Linked DNA regions of Sus scrofa: all the other regions are linked to region 1. The links are chromatin contacts, called in public Hi-C and HiChIP or PLAC-seq maps. All regions are on one chromosome and are shown on one strand. Each heading gives the region's core, a stretch centred on a gene start, on an enhancer-like site or on the middle of the called end of the contact. The rest is flanking DNA. Distances are from core to core; before and after follow the strand shown.

Evidence for each region. Hi-C and Micro-C count contacts between places; a contact is called where the count stands out from the background. HiChIP or PLAC-seq counts read pairs in DNA pulled down with a chosen protein or histone mark.
Region 2: a contact with region 1 is called in an H3K27ac HiChIP or PLAC-seq map of skeletal muscle. The contact joins the promoter of ACAT2 here to the promoter of WTAP in region 1. A contact is called at or near these places in 3 of 47 Hi-C or Micro-C datasets (adipocytes, epiblast stem cells and fetal heart ventricle) and 2 of 2 datasets of contacts at active chromatin or transcription factors (alveolar macrophages and skeletal muscle).
Region 3: a contact with region 1 is called in a Hi-C map of liver, with 6 times the contacts expected there. The contact joins the promoter of TCP1 here to the promoter of WTAP in region 1. A contact is called at or near these places in 1 of 5 promoter capture datasets (liver), 18 of 47 Hi-C or Micro-C datasets (alveolar macrophages, blood, embryonic fibroblasts and 11 more) and 2 of 2 datasets of contacts at active chromatin or transcription factors (alveolar macrophages and skeletal muscle).

Annotation. Positions count from the first base shown.
Region 1 is chr1:7,650,317-7,653,074 of Sscrofa11.1, reverse strand. It overlaps WTAP (WT1 associated protein), which reads left to right and starts at 1,484. Exons shown (of 8, transcript NM_001244241.1): 1 at 1,484-1,665. It overlaps LOC102157641, which reads right to left and starts at 2,435. Exons shown (of 5, transcript XM_013992444.2): 1 at 2,432-2,435; 2 at 2,141-2,306; 3 at 1,868-2,040; 4 at 984-1,794. The coding sequence starts at 2,435.
Region 2 is chr1:7,611,572-7,614,336 of Sscrofa11.1, reverse strand. ACAT2 (acetyl-CoA acetyltransferase, cytosolic) reads left to right here and starts at 1,476. Exons shown (of 9, transcript XM_001928345.4): 1 at 1,476-1,637; 2 at 2,352-2,486. The coding sequence starts at 1,583.
Region 3 is chr1:7,588,681-7,591,578 of Sscrofa11.1, reverse strand. It overlaps TCP1 (t-complex 1), which reads right to left and starts at 1,439. Exons shown (of 12, transcript NM_001243427.1): 1 at 1,191-1,439; 2 at 1-32. The coding sequence starts at 1,254. MRPL18 (39S ribosomal protein L18, mitochondrial) reads left to right here and starts at 1,542. Exons shown (of 4, transcript XM_003121109.4): 1 at 1,542-1,667; 2 at 2,702-2,888. The coding sequence starts at 1,592.

The sequences.
Region 1 (2,758 bases), core at 235-2,734:
CTGCTGCAACTTCGGCAACACTGGAACTTTAACCCACTGTGAGGGGCCAGGGACCAAACCTGCCACACGATGCTCCCATGATGCCCCCCCCAACCTTTGCCAGTTTCACCACAGCAGGAACTCCTAGATGAATGACCATTTTTACTGTTTCTAAGATATGCTTCCAATTTTCCATATAGGTTGGGATGCATTTCATAGCAACACATAAATATTATCCTCATACTTTATGGTTGTACTGTATCCCATACCCCATGGTAGGGATGGATCATGTATAGCCAGTTCCCTACTAACGGACATATGGGTTATTTCTTTTTCTCTTTTTTTTGGTCTTTCTAGGTCTGCACCCGCAGCATGCGGAGGTTCCCAGGGTAGGGGTCAAATCAGAGCTGTAGCTGCCGGCCTACACCACAGCCACAGCAACGCCAGATCCATAACCCACTGAGGGAGGCCAGGGATCGAACCCATGGATGTTAGTTGGGTTTGTTAACCGCTGAGCCACAACAGGAACTCCGATTTCTAAACTTCTGTGAGGACAGTGCAACAAGAAACCTTGCCTACATGTTATTTCTGTATGTGAGGATGTATTTTCAGAATCAGGTTAGGGTTAGAGGTGGAATTTGCAAGACATGTGAATAAGTGCATATATAATCTTGGTACTCCATAGGGCTTGAATCACTTTCCAATTCCTACCAGAAGGTTAATGAGCACGGTTTATTCGTAGAATTCCAATGTGCATTTCCATTACGCGCGAGGACAAACAACCGTTCATATTTAAGGATCATTGCTGTTCTTTGGTGTGAAATGTCTATTCATGCCTTGCCCATTTTTCTCTTCGGATTTTGGTCTTTGAACACACTTTAATACTATCCTTATAGATTATCTCATTCCAGCACACGTCCTGAGGATAAATGGTTTGGGTAAGGCTAGATAATACCAGCCAAATTAAAAGAATTACCTGAATATATTCAAATTTTAAAACTTACATTACTAGGTTCAAAAACCTTCCAAGGTTCTCCGGTCCCTTGTTTCTGGATGACCAAGGTGCCCCTAGGGCTGCTGACATACGCACAACCTCTCCGCTAGACAACAATAGCTCCCCGGTTGCGCCTCGAGATGTCAAGGCGGGGACAAACCAAGCGTCCAAGAGGCCGTCCTTCCCGAAGAAAGAGGGAGCCCCGGTTTCTAAATTCTCAAAACCTAGTGAGGCCTCGCGGAGTCCACACTGCCCAGCCGCCCAGCCCACGGCCCGCTGCCGAGGTCGCACCTGGCCGCCAGCACGCGGAAGCACCACGGCTGGGAGCTGCACCAAGACGCGGCCAATCACGCGCCGCCTTCGCCCAGATTCCTCCGCCAGAGGCCGCGCTGCAGCCGCAGGTGGCCCAGCGAGCGCGTCCAACCAGCGCCACCGAGCGCGACCCCCGCCGGCCTTCCCGTGATGCCCCGCGGCTGACCTGCGACCTCGCGGCTCACCCCTCCCCGCGGCCCGCTTCCCTCCCCGCCCCCGCCGAGCTGGAAGCGCTGGGGCGGCCGCGGGCCGTGCCACTAGGCGCAGCTCCTCCCCGAGCGCCTCGAGGCCCCCAGCGGGCGCCTTCCATTCGTCTTTCCTCTCCGCGGCGGGGCCTGGCGGGCGGGTCGCTGCGTCCGCGTCCGGGAGGTGACTCGTCGGTGAGCGGGCCGAGCGCGAACATGGCGGGATGGAGAAGGGCGGGCGCCGGCGGCGGCGGCGGCGCGGGGCGGGGCGGCGCGGCGGGAGGAGCGGGGAAGGGGGTGGGGCGACGGGGCCTCGCTTCCTCCCTCAGCGCCATTTTGTGGCAGCGAGACCCGCAAATAAAGGGGAGCGCCAGGGCTGCGGCGGGAGGAGGCGCGCGGGGGCCGGCGGCAGCGCGGTCGGGCGGCCCGGGCAGCGAGCGGCGGCGCGCGGTCGGCCTATGTGACTGGGCGGCGCCCGCGCGGCCTCCGTCCGGAGAGGTAGGTGCGGGCCGGGCCCCGGCCAGAGCGGCGGCGAGGACCTCAGGGTCCCCGGGGCTGAGGCGCGGCCGCCTGGCCCGGCAAAGGGGCGGACAGGGCACGGAGGGCGACTCGGGGTCCCCGGGCCCGCCAGCCTCCCGTTAGCCGCGCCGCCTTCCTGCTGCGGGCACACTTCCGCCGCCCCGAGGCCATTTTACCTTCGCTCTCCGTCTCCGGGCCCGAGGGCGAGGTGGGCGCTCCCGCGGGCCGGCGGCACCGGGAGGCCGCCCCCTCGGCGCGCGTCCCGTCCCCGCCTCGGTGCCGCCGGCGCCCACCTCCTTTCGAGCGGATCCCGCGGTCTGGCGGCACCCACGAGCTCAGCAGGGGAGGGAAAGCAGCGTTCGTTGACCGAATTTCACGTCGCGCAGTGGGGTATTACCGCCGCTGCGTTTTCTTGTGGACTTCCATTTTCAAATGATTGCACGCATCGTGGTTTTTAAAATACATGCTCTTTTGAGCCCGAGATCTTCATAGCATTTTAAACTCTCGTCTTGGATTCCTATAAAGCTGTTTTTAATTTCTTAGAACCCTGTTTCTCTAGTCAGTGGGGAACACCTCAGTGGGAAAGTCCAGGTTCTTGTTTTGATGAAGTCACTTGGCTGTTTGATCCCAAAGGACTATGTGAAAATCCTAAGGAACCCTGATTGTGAAGTAGGAAACTGTTCTTTTGCCCGAGATAGAAAAATACTTCCATGGGTATGTTACAGTCCTGAGTTGCTCCTCTCGTTTTCCATCTCAGAATTTAATTAAT
Region 2 (2,765 bases), core at 227-2,726, 39 kb after region 1:
TCAAACACACTTTGTCAGGATTAATAATTAATAATGGTAAATGTTAATTACCCAAATGCTTGGAAATCTCCACATCTGTGGCAGACCGTAATCTCTCTACATGCAGCCCCTGGGGATGCTTAAAGCTTTTGAATAATATCATGAAAATGCATTAACATCTGTTTGATAAGCATTAAGCAAGTCCCTACTGTGTGTCCAACACTGTCCCAGGTGCTAGAGAGAATAAGACTGGAGTTCCCGGAGTTCCCGTCGTGGCGCAGTGGTTAACGAATCCGACTAGGAACCATGAGGTTGCGGGTTCGGTCCCTGCCCTTGCTCAGTGGGTTAACGATCCGGCGTTGCCGTGAGCTGTGGTGTAGGTTGCAGACGCGGCTCGGATCCCGCGTTGCTGTGGCCCTGGCATAGGCCGGTGGCTACAGCTCCGATTCGACCCTTAGCCTGGGAACCTCCATATGCCGCGAGATCGGCCCAAGAAATAGCAACAATAACAACAACAACAACAACAACAAAAGACTGGAGTTCCCCTTGCGGCTGAGCAGGTTAAGAACCCGATTAGTATCCATGAGGACTCAGGTTCAATCCCTGGCCTAGCTCAGTGGGTCAAGGATCCAGCATTGCCTTGGGAGCTGTGATGTAGGTCGCAGATGTGGCTCAGATCTGGCGAGGCTATGGCTGTGGCCTAGGCTAGCAGCTGTAGATCCAATTTGACTGCTAGCCTGGGAACTTCCATATGACACAGGTTCTGCGATAAAAAACAAAAGTACAAAAAAAAAAGAGCGGAAGAAAAAGACAAAACAAGACCTCTCCCTGGGAGCTCTGGGAGATTAGACTACATTGAGGATTGCGTCCACGGGAAATAGCCAGAGCTGAGACTGGAAAGTGACTGGGGCCAGGCATTGAGGTTCCCAAGGAAACTGACAGATTTTGAACCTTGCCCAGTAGGGGATAGGAGATTGGAAAAGGTTTTAAACAGAAGAGTGATCCAACCTGTTATTAACGCTCCTCTCCTTCCAGACTGTCCCTCTTGTCAACCAGAGGACCCCTTTATCTGGGGGACACTGAGTCACTGCGACTTCCTCACACACCGCTACAGCTCATCTTCCAGGCTAAGAAGGCCAACCCCACAGAAGGGCGCGGAGTCCAGAGAACCAAGTCAACCCCTAAGTGAATTAACACAAAAGAACTTTGGAAGCCACGAGAGCGAGCAAAAAGCACATGAGAACCGCCCGCAGGCCTGCAGGTGGCAGGACTCCACCTAAGCTCAAAATAGACAACCTTATCCCCCCAAATAAAAACGTCAAGACAGGAACGACAACGCCGGGCTGCTCAGATTAAACTCCACACTGGCGGTGGGCTTAGGCCTGTGTCCGAGGTCCACCAGCGCGTCCTGGGACCGCGGCCCCCTCAGCCCCGCCCGACTCCGCCCTCGCGCCTGCGCATTGGCGCCCGCGGAGGAGGGGGCGGAGAGCTGTCTGAGGCCCCGCCCCCCGGGTTGCCTTCTCAGCCGCAGGGCGGGGCTTTGCTCACTCGCTCGCGGCGTGGAGTCCACACCAGCTCGGGAGGAGCTCGATTGTGCAGAAGGATGAGTGCAGGCTCGGACCCCGTGGTCATCGTCTCGGCGGCGCGGACCGTCATAGGTGAGCGATCGGCAAGCCTGGCGGGGGTCTGAGCTGAGAGCTCGGCCGGGCCGGATCTCAGGGACCCCACCCTTCCCCGCCCCCCGGACTTCCCCCCTCGCCCTCCGGGACCCTCGGAACCCGCCGTCTCGCGCCTTCCTCGGCCGGTCGGGTTTCCCCGCCCCCCTCCTCGCCTGGTGAGGGCCTGTCTATTCCGAGTGCTTTGATTGGCTTCCTGGGTGGGACCACTGCGCCCTCCGCCTGTCCCGTTGCGAGGCGAAGAGAGTCGCTCTCTCGCGACGCTCCTCATTGGCCAGCTCCTGGAAGCGCCACCTCGGCCCTGTGGCCACAGGCGCATGGAGACGGTGGACCCAGCCGGGTCGCTGGGCAGGAGTCGCGTTAGGTAAAGGAGGATTAGTGAGAATTGCCCAGTGTCGGTGTAGATTTCAAGAGTCCCGGATGCGCTAGAGTGTCAACCTTTTTGTTAGGGAGGCGTGGGCTGCGCCCATCCTCTCAGACTTCGGGAATGGATGGGCAGGTTTTCTGCAGGTCCGCAGCCTCCCGGCGCGCCCTGGGGGGCACCTGCCCGGGGTGCGTCTGCTGCGAGTCACACACGCCCCTCTCTGTGCCCGGACGAGCTGCGGTGGGCGCCTGTGCAGGGGGAAAGCGCCGGTCCGCCAGCTCCCGCTGCCCTGGGCGCCCTCCCCATTGCCCTCGCCTTCCCTTCTGTTCTAGGCTCCTTCAATGGTGCTTTGTCCACCGTTCCTGTCCATGACCTGGGCTCGACTGTCATCAGAGAGGTCCTGAAGAGGGCCAATGTGGATCCCAAGGAGGTATCAGAGGTCATATTTGGACACGTTTTGACAGCAGGTAACTCCACAGTGACCCAGGCAGAAGTCAGGTTTATTAGAAACAGCCCATTAACCCTCCCCTCCAAACACACAGAAACTTAAGTTCTTGTCTGTGCACGTTTGCTGACGGCGTTCTCTCTGTTAGAATACTCCGTGGTGTCCCTGTGCCAAGCCCCATCAATAGCTTCTCTCAGCAGAACACTAAGCGTCTTTAATATACTTTTCCTTAGGGGTTCCGGTCGTGGCTCAGTGGAAGTGAATCTGACTAGCATCCATGAGGACGCAGGTTCAGTCCCTG
Region 3 (2,898 bases), core at 190-2,689, 61 kb after region 1:
CACAATATTAGCAATCGAAGCCGCAGCCATGACTGTAGAAATGAAAAAAGAAATTAGAAAAACCCGGGATTCCAAGAGACAAGCATTTCAGCTCCCCAAAACATAAAGGATATCCAACAGCCTCTGAATTTCTCAAATCTGCAAATCTGTCCAAATTTGGAAATTAGCTAAAGTCTCTGATGGGGAGGGAGAGTAACCAGTAAAGTTCAGTTTGAATTCAACTGCAAAACAGGTGCCAAGTGAATATCCACTTAATTGCTGCATACAATTAAAAAAATATATCTACTAGTCATTTCAGGTTCTGTCACATCACACAAAACAGAAAAAGATAAATATATATTTAAGCCTTTTCCTGCACGTTCTGGCAACTCTTTTAAAGAAAAAAAGGTCTATTGAGATTAATAATCCTTTATCTGTGACTCAAAAAAGCAGAAATCCAGAGGTTATGACTATACTACAAACTCCACCACTACAAAAATCACGTAGGAATCTATCAAAATAACCCTAAGATCGACTAGAGACCGGCTGGAACCTGGCATGCAGGGCTTCAAAGTGTAAACAGTCTCAAGAGAGGCTCAACCACAAATGCTTTAACGGGCTGAAGTTCAGTAGATAAACTCATTTTAATCTTACCCTAACATTCAACAAATTTCATTAGCCAACTATTACCAAATGTGACCAACGACAGGTGGGGACACCGCATCTAACTCCAGATGACAACCGGTGGTGTGCAACGGGCTTGTCTTCTGAACTGTGGGGCCATTCGCTCACCAATAAGAGCAGCAATTAAGGCTGTCTTTTCTGATCAGCAACGCTAAAATGAGACCCAGAAGTTGGGATGGACGCCCCAAACGCGCGGGGCACCGGCCCCAAGAACTCAAGGCGTGGCCGCACGTGTCAGTGCGCGGAACCCTCGCCAGGCCGGGGAGTGCTTCTCAGGCCCAGGGCCGGGCCTCCCCGGCCGACCGCAGCATCCGAGCGGTTCCCGTTAAAAACGTGCCGGCTCTTGGGAACTCCTTCCCTCCGGGAAGAGGGCGCCGCCACCCCGAAGCGGAGAGGCCGGCCGGGGCTGCGATCCCGCGCTGGCGCCTCCCGGGGGCCCCTTTTCGGAGAGAAAAGGCAAAAGGACGACGGCCGAGGGGAATCCGGCGCACCGCTGCGGGCCCCAGACAGGCCTCGCCCGCCCTTACCGTTCTGGGAGCGGATCGCCTCCCCAGTGCTGCGGTCCCCGAACACGGACAAAGGCCCCTCCATCCTCGCGGCAGGGTACACGTCGAGTTTCGGGCACACCGAGGGCAACCTGCGGCGCGGTGCTCCGGCCGGGCGGCAACGGCGTGGAACGGTCCTCAGCGGCGCCGCGGAGGATGCTGGGAACGCCGCTCCTCGCTCACCAGCACCGCCCCACGCCCCGGCCAGGCCGCGGGGCAGGACGGGAAAGAAAGGTGGGGGCGGAGGGTTCGAGAAGCTTGAACGCGCAGGAAGTAAGGAGCCGGAAGGAGGGCGGGTCCAGCCGTTCGCCCAATTAGAAAGCGAATGAGAACGGCGCGAAGGTAGGAGGTCGGAAGTCAGGAACTTGGACCGCTGGCGGAAGATGGTGCTACGCTCAAGCGTTCCTCTGAAACAGGTTGCGCACGCGCGTTTGCACTTTCTAGTGCCTTCTAGAAAAGGTAAGGCGGGGCTTGGAGAGTGACGGGGGACGGGGTGGGCGGGGCCGTTTGAGGTAGACCTGGGGTTCCGAGTCTTTGTTTATAGTTTGTTTTCCTTTAAATGGAGCTCGCACGAAGAGCACGCAGCGAGTCTCTTTTTGTTTCCGGACTCATAAGTAAAAGCTCGAATCTGGATGGGACGGGGCAAGGTTTTCCATGGGCCCTACGGGAAAACGACAGCCACCCTTTTTAAAGAGAAGGGCGTGCGTCCTGCGTTGCCCCTTCTCCCCCACGTGTGTGGAGAGGGGTGCCTGACAATGGTCAATCCACGCCTTCCAACCCGAGGGCCCAAAGAGAGAACACATGCTGCCTTGCGTGCCCGAGACGCCGGACGCCGACAACAAGCGTCCTCTACTTAACGGCTCGCGCCCTCCCCGGAAGTTTGTTGCTGCTAAGTGTTTGGTTGGTTCCGACGCCTGCGTGCGCCCCCAGCGTAAGCGCTGATTGGAGGAACGGAGATGACAGATTGCACTCTCTACCACTCAGCGGCGGGGGGCTTGTTGGTTCCTGTCGAGGCGTCGATGACCTTACGTGAGCCTTAGGCTTTTCCCTAAGTAAACATGGCTGCGCCCAGCGAACCTCTGGGACCCCAGTGAGGAAAGAGGCCTGGTCTGCCCGAGGCTTTGTTTGCGATTCCCTCAACGATGGCGCTTCGGTCGCGATTCTGGGCGTTGTTGTCGATTTGCAGGAACCCGGGTAATTCATCTTACCACTTCTCTTAGATTTCTCCCCAGGTTCGCACAACCAGTGTGCACATGCAAGTCGTATTTCGTAGTCGACATTCCCCATCGAAAAGTAAACCAGTTAATTGTGATGGCTCTAGTAGAAAGTTGCAGACCAATGGCTGTGATGACCACACCCCGTGTCCACACAGCTTTTTGTCCCCTTTCTTGCGCTCAAAGACTGAGGAGAGAGGATGGGGACAGGTTAGATCATATCCCTGTGTTGTCGAATTCATCATTTTGTGAGATCATCGTGGTTGATTCCATTCTTAGGGTGTCGGGCGGCAGCGCTCTCAACCAGTTGTAAGCCAGCGACGAACCCTGAAACGGACCCTGTGGAAAATGAAGCTGTTGCCCCAGAGTTCACCAACCGGAACCCCCGGAATTTGGAGCTCTTAGCAGTAGCCAGAAAAGAGCGGGGTTGGGGGACAGTGTGGCCGTCCCGTGAGTTCTGGCACAGGTAATTAAGT